3 separate regions of the Mus musculus genome follow, and regions 1 and 3 are each linked to region 2. Evidence: chromatin contacts called from public promoter capture Hi-C data. All regions are on one chromosome and are shown on one strand. The core of a region is the stretch at or near the end of the contact, and the rest is flanking DNA. Distances in the headings are between cores, read along the strand shown. Region 1 holds the start of Tmem196 (transmembrane protein 196). Region 2 holds the start of Cdca7l (cell division cycle associated 7 like). Region 3 overlaps Tmem196 (transmembrane protein 196).

Region 1 (4,426 bases), core at 1,125-3,624, 2.1 Mb before region 2:
CTATTCTTCCAAGAATCTTGGTGAATTGTGCTTACTATAAAAAGCTAATTAAAGTAGAAAACATTATTTATAGTAATGACTAGATCAATATGGCTGATCTTTCTTTGAGATGATCCAAAAGTTTTTGCATTTGTGCATTAGCTCATTTATATAATATCCCGTTTGGAAGGAAAATATTCATTATGTTTAATAACATAGTTATTTAAAATATCTTAAGATAAAATGGTTTTAATATATTATTTAGAGGCAGTTTACTTTAATTCACTCAATTTCTTGTGTTTAATGAATGGGAGACATGAGGCATTTTTTTTGAGCCATCAGAACATATTTCACCTCTTTTTAAAAATATGCTTGCATTGTATTTTATTTTGATAGTTGGGCATTAGAAATTTTATTAATAATAATAACCACAATTCTCAAAATACTTATAACCACGTAATAGATGTGGAATTTAAGATGGACCCCTTATTCTTTCAAACTCAAAGTTATACTTACATTGGCAACATTTCCATATTAAAGAACAAGATAGTTAATGTGGGTTGATATAAACTTATAGAATTCAAAAAAAAGATTCTAGGGGTAATTTAATGCTAGAATTGTTCTTTTCCTTTTTGTCTTTTAAGTTGTTTAATCTATAAACATGTATCATACCTGAAAAAAAGTATAAAAGCCAATTATTCAAGGTACAATTTCACAGTACTCAGAGGGCTGGAACACCTTTTATGAATGACTTTGGAATGGATTTTCTTAAATTCATAAATGATCTTTCTCTTAGTAATTTAGTGATGAAATCGTGATTGTTAAATGGAGTATGGATTGTCAACAGCAGAATAGCTCCTTAATAAATTATGCAGGAAATACAATCAAGTTAGAGACTCAGGTTGGCATGGCAGCTATGAGGAGCTAGGAGAGAGAGGGGAAAAGGAAGGAGGATCAACACACACACACACACACACACACACACACACACACACACTACACACACACACACACACACACACACACACACACACACACACACACACGAGAGAGAGAGAGAGAGAGAGAGAGAGAGAGAGAGAGCGCCTTTTCATTATCAGGTAGTTATTTTATTGATTTTGGTGGCTTCCTTGCAATTCTTCCTACATGAGCAAACAAAATGTTTGTTAGGTCTGCCCCTGACCTGAAACAAAACAAAACAAAACAACCCCCCCCCCAAAAAAAACCCAATATTGTTTTCTGAGTAGATAAGCACACTTTAAAGTGAGTTACTCTACCATTAGGATGGCATTACATTTCTTACTGCTGTTTGTTTAACTGGTGGCCTTGAACTTACAACAGAATATTCAGAAGTGAGTATGAGAAAGGTAGCAAGGCAAATTGAAAGCAGTGCTTTCTGAGACAATGCTCATCTTTCCTCAGACCTTTCAGAGGCTCAGCTCACTTTCCATTTTGGTCATATCACTGTTGCATCGGTGCACCTTGAGCATACTGCCCACATATAAACAGATAACTACCCCTTGCTTGCTCTTTGTACAATAAAATGATGTAACATTTTCAGTAAAAGACATAAACAAGTGAGTTTGCCCTTGTCAGGTGTAACCCTGTAAAGACTAACACTGGTCAGTCTTGCAGAATCCTCAAACTGACCCTCCTCCCCTCAAGTTTAAATAAAGCCATTCATTTTAGTTTTAAATCCAGTGAAGAGGAAAAAAGCTTCCCTAATACACAAAAAGACAATATAAACCAGCAGAGCTTGTCAATTGGAACCTACAGGCAGAGGAGTATTATAATATTGTTTTCCCAGGAGACAGTGACTAAGGCACGCACACACTGACCATCCCCGAAAAGAGGTAAAGAGAGAGTGAAATGGCTCAACGTACACACACCCCGCTCCATACCGGGGACGAGTCTCCGAGCTGCGGCGTGTGCTCTCGGAGAGCCAGGCTGAAGCTGACCGCCCCCACGGCCACGCTGGACACCCCCAGCCCTATCTCCAGCACAGAGAGCACCAAAAGGCTCCCAATGATCTGGCCGCTGGTGCACATTCTCCTTGGGTCATCATTCCTTCCAGCTCAGAGATGAAAGCTGATCATCTACCTTCTTTCTTCCAAAGTCCTCCTCAGCCCCTTCCGCCCCCTACCACAGTCCAGCTCCTCAAACTTTTCTTTCTTCACCAGCAAAACATTATCCACAAGGTCTGGATTTTCAGAACCAGAGAACCATTTCCGTGGGCCTGGCCAGAGAAGACAGCTAATCCAGCCCGTGGCGGGTTCACACAGGGACTGTTGAGCGATGGGTGGGAGTCCAGAAGCTTTTATTGAGGAGCCAGGCTCTGGAGAACGGACTCTGGATCGGAAGCCTTGCCAGTGTCGGAGGCGCAGTCCAGAGTTCTGCCGTGTCTCTGCTCTGCGCCCCCAGGAGCCTTCCGCACCTCTCTGGCTCCCTTCTTCCTGGCGGAGGAACCAAGCTTGATTTCCTAGTAATAAAGGGGAGCTGCTTACAACTCCTCTCCGCCTGTCCTCTCGCCTTCCCTCCTTTGTTTTCCTGTCTGCGCAAAGTGCTTCTGTGAGTCTCTAGGTCTCTAGGCAGAGCGGGTGGATGGTATTCAGCACCACGTTCCTAGCACTTGCTGTGTCGCCAGAAAAAGCGACCTTGTCTGATGGCCTCTTTCCGTCTGGATTTTTTTCCCCCGTTGTTGTCCTCTTCCTCCCCCCTCTCTTGAATCTGATTCTCTCTCATTGCTATGACCTCATTGGGGTTTAGGAGGCTAACGGAGGAGGGAGAATCCTGATGTATTTGTGGGTCTAGGACCAATACTCTTGGCTGACCTCTGATTCGCCCCGCCCCTGCACCCAACCTAAGTATCCTAAACTCGTTACTCCTCTACTCAATTCCTCTTGGGTTTCTGCCTCAGACAGGAGGGGTGGCTATGCCTGGTCCTTATATCAATATAGGCTCATTCTATGCAAAACTTTCCTCTACATGTACTTTTCTCTGGTTCAGGAGCAAAGGAAAACCAAGTGCACGGAAATAGAAAGAAGCCAGACCCCTGATTATACAAAGATTTGAGCGGACCCTCATTGGAGGACTCATTTATATCAGTGAGCCCAGACTGGAGCCTGCTCTTTAAGAGAGAGGGTCCATTCTGCTATCACTACTTTGTACCTTCTTATCCTAGAGGGAAGAAGCTGTCTGCTGGAGGCATATTTTCCTTGATAGCTACATACCTGAGAGGCATAGTCAGAAGCAGCTTACAGAGACCCTGTGTTGTTATCTCATTTCAGTTGAGATACATACACTTAAGTACTACACCAGAACAAGCATTACTTATAAACAGAGAAAAAGTCTGACCTAGTACAAAACTGATTTTGACCATCTTCAATTCTGAATCATTATGGCAGGGACTCAAGCGTGGGCTGTGTGATTTTGTTGCTCTTTCTGGTGAATTTTGGGAGCCTAGATATAGTGGAATTGCTTATATTTTACTGATCCCCCCCCCCCCCCCAGGAAACATCTCAAGGTGTTCTACTGAAAATTTTCTGGATGAGTTCTGAGTTATGGATTCATCAACCATCTTTCTCAAGAACTTATTCTTCAGTTAGAGATGCGTTGAAGGGAAATATAGACAAAGGGGACCACAATATGAGGGCATCTTTGCCTCTGCCCACATGCAGACAAATACACAGTAAGCTCCTTTGGGATTACATGACGCATTTTTTATTTTCAAGAACCAATGTGAGGAAACAGAAGCCCTAATTCTGCCCCAGGAGTGTCAGTTTTACCTTTATATATTTGATTCAGAACATGCTTCATAGCTTAACTTCTACACTCTCATTTCTTTTTTTATGATATGCTTATTTTACAAGTTTTAGAACTTGAGAAAAAGAAAATCAAAGAAGGATTGCGAGTTATTAAATGTTAAGGAATTTTCAGCTATTGTGATATTCAGAGCACAACTTATATAAGTGATGTTGACTGATAATTAGTGATGTTCCTTTCCACTTCTCAAAACATTTCCCTCCAGATAACCAGTTTCCAGAATTTCTCAAGCAGTTTGTGGATTTAAAAAAGCAATACTTATGATATTTAAATATTGTATAAGTCAAACGTAAACAGAAATGAGACATCTATGCTACTTCACTTCTGGTTTGAATTTAGCTACTTTGTTTTGTCTTTCTATTTTTTATTCTTTTGGAGGAAGAAAACAAGTTATGATCATCAAAAGGTATTAGTGTAGTTTTCTGTGGAAAAGAATTACCCTGGGAGAGAATTATAGTGAACACTCATTTGATGTTAACCATATAGGAGTTTTAAAGGAACAAAGAAACATGTCACCTCTTGAGTTTGATTGTTCATTACTGACAGACATGATCATTTGAAGCCAGTTACTTCAGTATCTAAAACTCTAGTCATATACCCAAATATAACCACCCTTGATTGATTC
Region 2 (4,646 bases), core at 12-2,511:
TCAGGCTAGCCACGTGCAAAAGCAAAACAAAAACAACAACAAAAACCCTAAAGCCTGAGTCTAGCTCAGTACAGTTTTTCTTTTCTCCCTTCACTGGTGAAACCTTTTAAAATACTTTCTCACAAACCTCCACTTTCAGGACATTCTCAGCGGTCACTAACTGGACAAAGTGGCCACTGGTATCTAGCCAGCTAGCTAGTTCTCTAATTTGCCAGCACAAAGGTAAGTGCCAGACCTGGGCAGGCCAGGTCTGGTAAAGCTTGGGCGCTGTTCCACCAGGCTCAGAGTCTACAGGTAGACTACAGGGGTAAACGCAGTTCAAGAAAGGCTACATTCATGTAAAATATCCCGCACCCCACGAGCAGGGGGCTGGCCATTCCTTCTCTTTTCAAAGTTTTTCTTAGTTCATTTTTAAAAATGATTTGCTTATCACTATATTAAAAAGTGTGTGTCTGTTTAGGTGTCTTGTGGTTGTCGTTTTTTTAACAGAGTGATAATTTTAAGTAGAGAAAAACCTTGAGACTGTAAACTAACAGAAATCACAATCCTGGCACGCAATGACCCTTTGGAAGACTTATTCTCAAGTGTTAGTGAAGTTTCAAAACTTAAATTAGACCCATAATGCATAATGGATTTGCCCTTCGCTTAAGATTTGCAATCTTGAAGTTGTTTGTTAACTTGGCCTAAAGATGTTACTTACCATTTGCCAAGTAGTAAATTTATTAAAGTTCTAGAATAAAACCTACAGCAACTCAATAAAAGACTGGTATAGTGTGAGTCTCGAGATTTCTTTCTTTCTTTTTTTTTTTTTTTTTTTTTTTTAATTGCTTTTTTCTTAATCTTCCTGACCTCTGGTGCCAGTTCCGGCGAGGAAGGGGGTTGGGGAGAAATTGCACGCTGCCCTCCCGCGCGCCCCTCCCCCAGGTCTCGGGGCGCTGCACCCCGTAGCTCCCGGCCTGCAGCTCCAGAATAGGCATCCCCACCTGAGCCCCGGCTGCAGGGGCCAAACCTGCAGACCCGGGGTGGTACAGCAGGGAGCCACGCGCACTCCTACAGGACCTAAGTTCCCAGCACCCGGCCCTCCGCGTGGACCAGCCCGGCAGGACAGGGCGGGGCGGGGCATGCAGAAAGCGGCCGGGGACCAGGGCTGGGGGAAACCCTCACCTGGGAGCGCGTGGCCAGCTCCATCTTCCCTGCTGGGCTCACTTCCCTGAGCCCTGCACGCGGCCACCCGGGCTGGCGCGGCCCCGAGCACGCAGCGCGCGGAGTTTGCCGTGGAACAGCGCACTGAGTTCAGATGGGGGGGACAGCGCGGCTCCGCGCGCACCGCGCAACCTCGCACAGCCTCGGGCCACGCGCCCGCACCCGGGCCTCTCCACCTGCGGTCCAAGCCTTAAGGCCGGCGCGGGAGCGCGCAAAGGGAGCGCGCGACCGGCATTGGCCGGCGTGTTTGGTTGCGCGGGCTTCCCCCTACCGCGCAGGTCCGCGGTGGAGCCGTCCGCTCAGGTTCGCGCGGGAGACTCAAGCTGAGGCTGCACGCGCCTCTGAGCTCCGGGTACCTGGCCCGCTCAAACTCCGCAGCGCCAACCTCCGTGTCCTCGTGGCCTGAGTTCCAGGAGTGTTGCGTAGAGGCCGCGGAGCTGGCTTTGCTTTGTTGTTGGTAAGGGGCGTGGTCTGTGCGCCTCCGAAAAAGTGGCTGCCCAATTCACTGCAAAAGCCAATCACCCAAGTTTTCTAACACTGGGCAGAGGGCGACGCAGCACCCTGCACACCACACACTACAAGCAAGACCTCCGTTCTTGCCAGAGCTCCCCAGTAAGTGCCTAGATGCTAGTCACTAGCACCTACTCACCGCGGAAATGCTGGGATAGGCCTCCTGACTCAGGAATAAACAAAAACTATCTACTAGGTTGAACTTTATGGACTGGGAGCCATTACCCCCAGGATAATATGAATAACCATAGTGATAACGCAAATCTCATGATGATGATAATTATGTCACCATCACTAATTTGATGGATAATTGAAATGATTAGTAACCTAATTCCTACCACTGATTAAAAATGATAAATCTAATAATGAAAGTGCATGGACATGTAAACTTGGAACAAGTTAGATGCCATGAGGGACTGGGGAATGGTAATCTAATGGCATGGAGTGGGCTGGAGGCATCAAAGACTTAGAGCTTGAGTCAGTAGCCTGAGGCATTTAATGAGTGGAGACAGTGGGAGGCCCAAAGCAAGCCTGAGGAGCTGAAAAATGACAAGTGGAAAGGTTTAGCACAGGATGGGGTCATGAGGTGATACAGTAACAGCTTGCCTGAGTAGAAGTTTATGCAGCCAGTCTCAGCTCCTTGGATCCAGTACTCATCCTTCTGTTGTTGCTGAATGAATAGTTGAAGTTGCCAGAATGTTCTCTCAGGCTTCAGGAGGAAACGTCAAGGAAAGAGGTGTCTTGCTTTCTTCGTTAGTTGAGCAACATGTTACCAGTGTTGGGGAATGAAGTTAAGAAAACAGTGTCTAACTTTAGAAATGCACATGGCCTGGCTTAGTTGCCTATAATCCCAGTTCTGTGGAGGCAGGGGCAGGAGGATTCTGAATTTGAGACCCTACCTCAAAACAGAAGAAAAGAAAAATGCTTTACTTCTCCCGGATAATGTGTATTATTGCTGTGACTACTTCATATGTAGTATTTCCTAGAATTCTCTCAACATTCATCCAGATACCCCTCGACAGCAGCGTTCCACCAAACCAGAAAACATTTTCAGGCTTCTAGAGTACACCCAACATTCTTTCTCCCGTTTTTCTTTTTGTTTCCTTAGGTTGCCAGGAAGAACAGTAAAAATGTATTAATCAAAGCTAGTTTTAGTCTAAGATAATTGTATCTTCCTGTGATCTAAGGGCTGTGTTTGCAGTTATTTCTATTATTATTTCTACTGTAGACTACATACAGCAAATCCCTATTGTAAAGGGAGCATTGGTTTGAAGTAGCAAAGCATTTGGAACCTAGCTATCATTGGGAACCTATTTAGACCACTGGACCTTCCCACTTTAGAAGCCTTCATTATGCAGCCTATGCTTGGTTACTTCCTGTCAGCTTGACACAAATGTAAATAGACCTAGGAAGAGGAAATCTCAAATAAGAAATTGCTTTCAACAGGTTAGCCTTTGACCATGTCTGTGAGACAGGTCCATGCCATCCCTGCATAGGCAGGCCTGGGTTATATATTATAAGCAAGCTGCCAAGTTCTGCTGCTTGGTTGGTTCTGTGGGGATCATTCTTATTCAAACCACCACAGGATTCAGTGTCCTCATCTGGCCTCTGCTGACACTTCATGCAGGTTTTGTGTGTGTGTGTGTGTGTGTGTGTGTGTGTGTGCGCGCACGCACACAGGTAAAACATCCAGGCACATAAAATAAAAACGAATCCACTAAAAATGTTTCTTTAAGGGAATAAGAACTGTCTATAGTTCCCTGAATGGATGAGATGTGAACCTTGGCATAAGAATCCACCACTGTCAACCTGCCACTCTGCTGCATGTTGAAGACTTCAGAGGTACTTCACAAACAGCAGATGCAAGATGATCTGCTGCAGGACTGGTAAGATGGCGCAGCGGTTAAGAGCACAGACTGCTCTTCCAAATGTCCTGAGTTCAAGTCCCAGCAACCACATGGTGGCTCACAACCATCCATAATGAGATCTGACACCCTCTTCTGGTGTATTTGAAGACAACTACAGTGTACTTACATATAATAAATAAACAAAATCTTAAAAAAGAAGAAGAAGAAGAAGGAGAAGGAGAAGGAGAAGGAGAAGGAGAAGGAGAAGGAGAAGGAGAAGGAGAAGGAGAAGGAGAAGGAGAAGGAGAAGGAGAAGAAGAAGAAGAAGAAGAAGAAGAAGAAGAAGAAGAAGAAGAAGAAGAAGAAGAAGAAGAAGAAAATCTGCTGCCCGTTCCCTGAACTTATGGGGGAGAGATGCTATTCCCTTGTGAGGTAAGCCTCTCCACATGGAAGGAAAGCAAGGTTCTTAGCAAGGACAGGAAACTGAAGTTAAGGGAAATCTGGCCCAAGCAAGCTTAGCCCAATGAACTCTTATCTTTGTACCCACTGAACTCAATTAACTAGCCTCGCCAAGGACCTTCTTCTTATCAGACTTCTACTTTCTTTGGCAATTCCCAATGCAATATGGAAATCTTTTACCTCATCTGCTGAATTTTTATGAAATAAATTTGTGTGGTTTTGTCCTGTTATCTACCTTATGCCAGTCTGATTCATGGGCCCAGCCAGACCATTAGAGAAGCTAGCCTAGTCCACAGTGTTTACTCTGTAAAAGGAGCCCACCACATCCTGAATCAGGTTCCTTAGGCTTAGTATTTAAGTATTATACATTGGGTACTGTGTAGCCATTTTCTCCAAACTGAAGCACTCCCTCCTAGAATGGGGTGGGACACTCCATGACTCAAGAAGCTAAAGGAACTTACAAGGACCAAGGTGCTCAGAAAGCTAGAAGATTCTTACACTCTTCCCCAAGGTCCAACAATAAGTTCAAGGAAGAAGAGACTGGGCATCAGAGCTGCCTGCAAGCTACAGGGAACTCCAGAGATGCATCGTTACTGGGCTGGGCTCTTCAGATATGTAGCTGCCTTT
Region 3 (4,647 bases), core at 1,918-4,417, 2.1 Mb before region 2:
CTGAAGACAGCTACAGTGTACTTACATATAATAAACAAATAAATAAATAAATATATTTTTTTAAAAAGAAGAGATGGACAGAGTATAGCACAACAAATACATTCTTCAACCCAGGCAGGCATGGACATTAACTTTGTTTCACATGTGAGTGGGACTAATAACAGCTACTTCAGCTCTATGAATCTCACCTTTCACATCTTTAATAAATAAACGACTATGATGTTAATATTATCAAACAATTCTGCTAAAAGATGAAATAACATGTTTTGGTTAAATTTCTAATATCTAATAAGGCACAAATAAATGGAGATGTTCAATAATAACTATTAAAATTATATGACATTTTGAATATTATGGGTCCAGAACAGTATCTGAATTCTTGATAAAATTATAGAAAATATTTGGTCCATTTTTGGCTTCCCTTTCTCATTTATAAAATTTGCCTATGCCAAAACTAAGTGTATCTTTTCTTCTCTACTGTTCCTTCATGGAGTTCGTTTTTCTGAGCTGAACCAGTATCTATCTGGGATTTGGACACCATTATGATCTTCAGCCTATGACTCCAGTATTCTGTGTTATAGTGAGCAAGATTGTGAGTGGACTACCTTTGGAGGAGGACAGATTTGGGATAGGTGGTTGTGGAGGGGTAAGCACGAAGTGGGATATAATTTGAGATGTCAATAACTCTTACCTCTGAACGTATTTTTCAATTCAAATATTACATGTAAAATATCTTAAAGCTTCAAGAGACAAGGGAATAACACAGTATGCTGGTCACTGTATTAGCTTCATCTATTTTTAGTTCATTCTGCAATCATTTTGTTGTTCATTGTGTGCACAGCCAGATGTAAAGCAATCATTGAAAGAGATCCAACAGGAATATTTTCAACTTTAAAATCTCTCAAAATGAGTCTCATTTCAGTTTTTATGCAATCCTTTCTTATATTCATCACTCTAATGTCCTTTCTTAAAAGGAGAGACTTTTGACTTTTCCTCTTCTCACAAAATTTCCATCAAATTAGGCACTGTGATCCATTCATTCCATATATACAACAGTCTTCATTTCATTCAGGGCCTTACAAGCCCTTATCTAGATTATCTAAGAACCCACAAAAGAATTTTATTTCTTGTGTTTCTAAATTGCATTCTAACATCTTAAGTATGAGTTTCAGCATTTGCCCCTTTTGCTCTGCCTGTTTCAGTAGCTTTCTTGACATCCTGGATTGCCAGCGGGACTTAGACATATTTCTTTTCAGTTTGCCAACAAGTCTGCTGATCATTATCTATTGTCAGACTGAATTCAAGTTATCTCATTTATCTTGAGTGTATCATCTATGCTCATTTGTCTTCTTTAGTTGGAACTTTTATTCACATTCTTAACCTACTGATTGATTTTGTTAACTTGACATAAACCTAGACATATTTTAGAAGAGGAAGTCTTATGTGAGAAAATTCCTCTATAAGTGTTTGAAATACTTTCTTGATTAATGATAAATATGGAAGATCCCAGACCAGTGTGAGCATTGCTACTTTGAACAGGTGGTCCTGAGTTTTAAAGAAAGCAGGCAAAGCAAGTTTAAGAAGCCAACAGGTGAGTAGTATATACTGATCAGTAATACATTCTGATTCAGCTTGGAAAAATGAACTCCACAGAGGATGAAACAATAGAGAAGCAAAGATACTAAGAAGCAATCCATGGTCTCTGCTCCAGTTCCTGCCTCCAGGTTCTTACACTGAGTTCCTGCCAAGACTTCTTTCAGTGATGGAGTGTAACCTGAAGGTTGTGAGAATGAAATAAACCTTTTCTTCCCCCAAGTTGCTTTTGGTCATGAGCTTTTAGCACAGCAATAGAAATCCTAAGACATACCTTTTCTTCAGAGTTCACTTGAAATTCTTTCATCAGACTTAATACCATCTATTTTTTTTCTATTCTCAGAGTAACCTTTTGAGGGTGGTATTACATTTGACTCATTTATTTAGTATCTATGTCAATATATTTGGAGCTCTGTAAGGAAGAAAACGTGTTTTATTCATCTTAAAACTACCACCATCTCATTTCTTCCATCTGGAGTATTCTGTGTGTTCATTGGATTAGAGCAGGCATTTGCTAAAATGTTGGAATGGAAAGATAAGTGCGTGGTTTTATATTCATGAGCTATTCTTAGCTCCGCAATACTTATTTGTAAGATAAAGTGATAGTTTTAATTACCATATTTTACTAAAGTTGCACGTTTAAAGATAATCAGTGACCTCTTACTTTTTGTCCCTACTCTCCTTGGACTCTGTTACTGGATTTTTCCCTTTGTTCATCCTTTTGAATTTTGTAAAGTCTGAGAATTCTTCTTACTATATGTTTTTGTTAGGGTTTCTTTTGGTATGAACCAAGACAATTCTTATTAAAAACAACATTTAATTGGGCTGGCTTACAGTTTCAGAGGTTCATTCAGTTCATTGTCATCAAGGCTGAAAGCATGGCAGTGTTCAGACAGGCATGAAGCTGGAGGAGCTGAGAGTTCTACTCTAGTTCCAAAGGCAAACAGGAAAACACTGGCATCCTCAGGCAGCCAGGAGGAAGCTCTCAAAGACCCCCTCTACAGTGACACACTTCCTCCAACAAAGCCACACCTCCTATTAATGCCACTTCATCGGTTAAGCATATTTAAACAACCACACTACATGTAGTTGCATCTTCAGCTATTACTCCTCTCTCAACAACTTTTCACATCTATGCATCGAGCACTGTCTTCCTTTGAACCCAGTCAGAGTTCCAACTGTCTCTTCCAACACAAAGCTTACACTTTAATTACACTTTAAAAATCTTTAATATATACTTTTATCGCATCAGCTAGTGTTTAGAGCAGCAGAAGGCTGCTATTTTGATTTTTCACAATTTATTTATCACTATCTTGGTAATTATGCTTATTTTTATGTTGAAGAAATCATGTATATCTTATCCTTGGTTGTAAGTTTCTCATTCCCCACAGCTCTGTGAACTAGGGCTGAATTTATTAGGATAGTTTAGTACTTGCTTTAGAATTATACAACAAAGTAAGGTAAGAGAAAAAGAGGACAAATATTAGAAATTTTGTTTCTTTAGTTAGTATCTGCTGGCCCTAGAAATGAGAGTCATATCAGACCTACTTGTGGTCATGGCATGGAAAGTGAAAGTAAGCCCAAGGCACTAAGCTGCCTCACAAACCTCCTTTATTGCCTGGGTGTCCCAACAGCTATTATCTTACTACTGGAAACCTTTTCCCCTCTAGAGTTTCTCATTTCTGGAAATAGCACAGTGATCCACTCTTTTCTCATTTCAATATGTAGAAGTCCTTATCAATACTTCCTTCATACTCCCATATGCTATATTTAGTGAAACTCATGACATTGTTCCTATGATTTCCAGGAAATTTCCAAAACCTTTGTTCCAGTATCCATTCCATTGCTTCAGCATGATTCCCAGGCACTAGCATTTCTTATCAGTGCTACAAAAACGGTTTCAAGTTAGTCTTTCCTTGACTTATCAAATCAATTGATATTTGAAATTTTTACCTTCATGTTTAAAAATATTTCAAAGATATCCAAAACATTTATATGGACCACAATCTATAGAATGAGCTATCATTTTCTTGAGTTTTAACCTTTACTGAATTTTACTGGAGCTTTTCAAACGTACAAAATTCTTCCTCCTACAAGGACCTGACATGTGATGCTTCATTTTCTTGTAGTCTCCTTATTCCCTATTTGAATGGTGCCCATTCATGACTCAGTTTGCTGCTTCAGTATTCATTGTTGCTTCATGGAAGTGTCCATCAACTTTCTTAAGTGAGTCATGCTATCCTCACTTTTCTTATTGCATTGTGACTAAACAGATAATATTAATCTACTTCAATAATATAAACAATGGAAAAGGTAAAGCCTTTGCATTATCGTGGGACTTTTTTTTTCTGATTCTCTAGTACAATAAAGCATAGCACAACATTTGATACATAATACAAGGGTGGATACTTCATGAAAAGGTGTACCACTGAAAACATTCATTATCCTGCCTATCACAAATGGATTTTCAGTTTGGTGTTCCTGATTCAGAACGCTCACCAATCTCTATAACCCAGGCAGAGTGTGAGTCTCTATCTCCACACCCTATCTTCAGCATTTTCCACAGTCCATAGCCTGCTACATTTTGAAGATTCTGCTTCCTTGAGGTTTATCACAGCAGCAATTTTTACTGCCATTCTCAGTGGTGTTTCCTCTACTCTGATCATTAATTTTAGCAAGAAAGGTAGGAATAACCTCTTTGTTTCTAATTCTTTACACTTATTTACATGGTTATTAAAAGAATAGATTAGACATGTGGATTTTATTCTCAGAAACTTTAAAATAATTTAATGGTCATTCCTTACTAACACAAATGCAATTCTAATATCATCATATAGGGCCATAGTTATCAATGCTTAGACTAAGACTACTCTTGATTTTTTGTGCATTTTGTGCTCTGGCACCAACATTCTCTTTGCTATTCTCTGACTTTCATGGGCTATACTTTCACCAACTTGACATGACATACTTTTCTCATTTTTCTTGTATCCTCTGTATTTGTATTTGTGTTTACTAGGAGGTAGTCTAATGTGTGGTTAAAGTGACTTCTCTGTG

What was found. Promoter capture Hi-C pulls out the DNA fragments that hold promoters and counts their contacts.
Region 1: a promoter capture Hi-C map of cranial neural crest shows a contact between it and region 2. The contact joins the promoter of Tmem196 here to the promoter of Cdca7l in region 2. A contact is called at or near these places in 4 of 39 promoter capture datasets (cranial neural crest, embryonic stem cells, hippocampal neurons and 1 more).
Region 3: a promoter capture Hi-C map of pre-B cells shows a contact between it and region 2, with 4 times the contacts expected there. The contact joins the enhancer-like site here to the promoter of Cdca7l in region 2. A contact is called at or near these places in 4 of 39 promoter capture datasets (hippocampal neurons, liver and pre-B cells).

What each region holds. Positions count from the first base shown.
Region 1 is chr12:119,944,075-119,948,500 of GRCm38.p6, reverse strand. It overlaps Tmem196 (transmembrane protein 196), which reads right to left and starts at 2,374. Exons shown (of 5, transcript NM_001294154.2): 1 at 1,881-2,374. The coding sequence starts at 2,027.
Region 2 is chr12:117,840,476-117,845,121 of GRCm38.p6, reverse strand. It overlaps Cdca7l (cell division cycle associated 7 like), which reads right to left and starts at 1,261. Exons shown (of 10, transcript NM_146040.1): 1 at 1,165-1,261. The coding sequence starts at 1,188.
Region 3 is chr12:119,964,086-119,968,732 of GRCm38.p6, reverse strand. The region is part of intron 1 of Tmem196 (transmembrane protein 196); the gene reads right to left. Among named protein-coding and RNA genes, the nearest start is that of Tmem196, 20 kb to the right of the region's middle. Within about 2 kb of position 3,167, at least 2 of the 459 cell types and tissues checked have an H3K27ac peak or open chromatin away from gene starts, as enhancers often do. A contact at or near this core is called in pre-B cells, where this site is marked.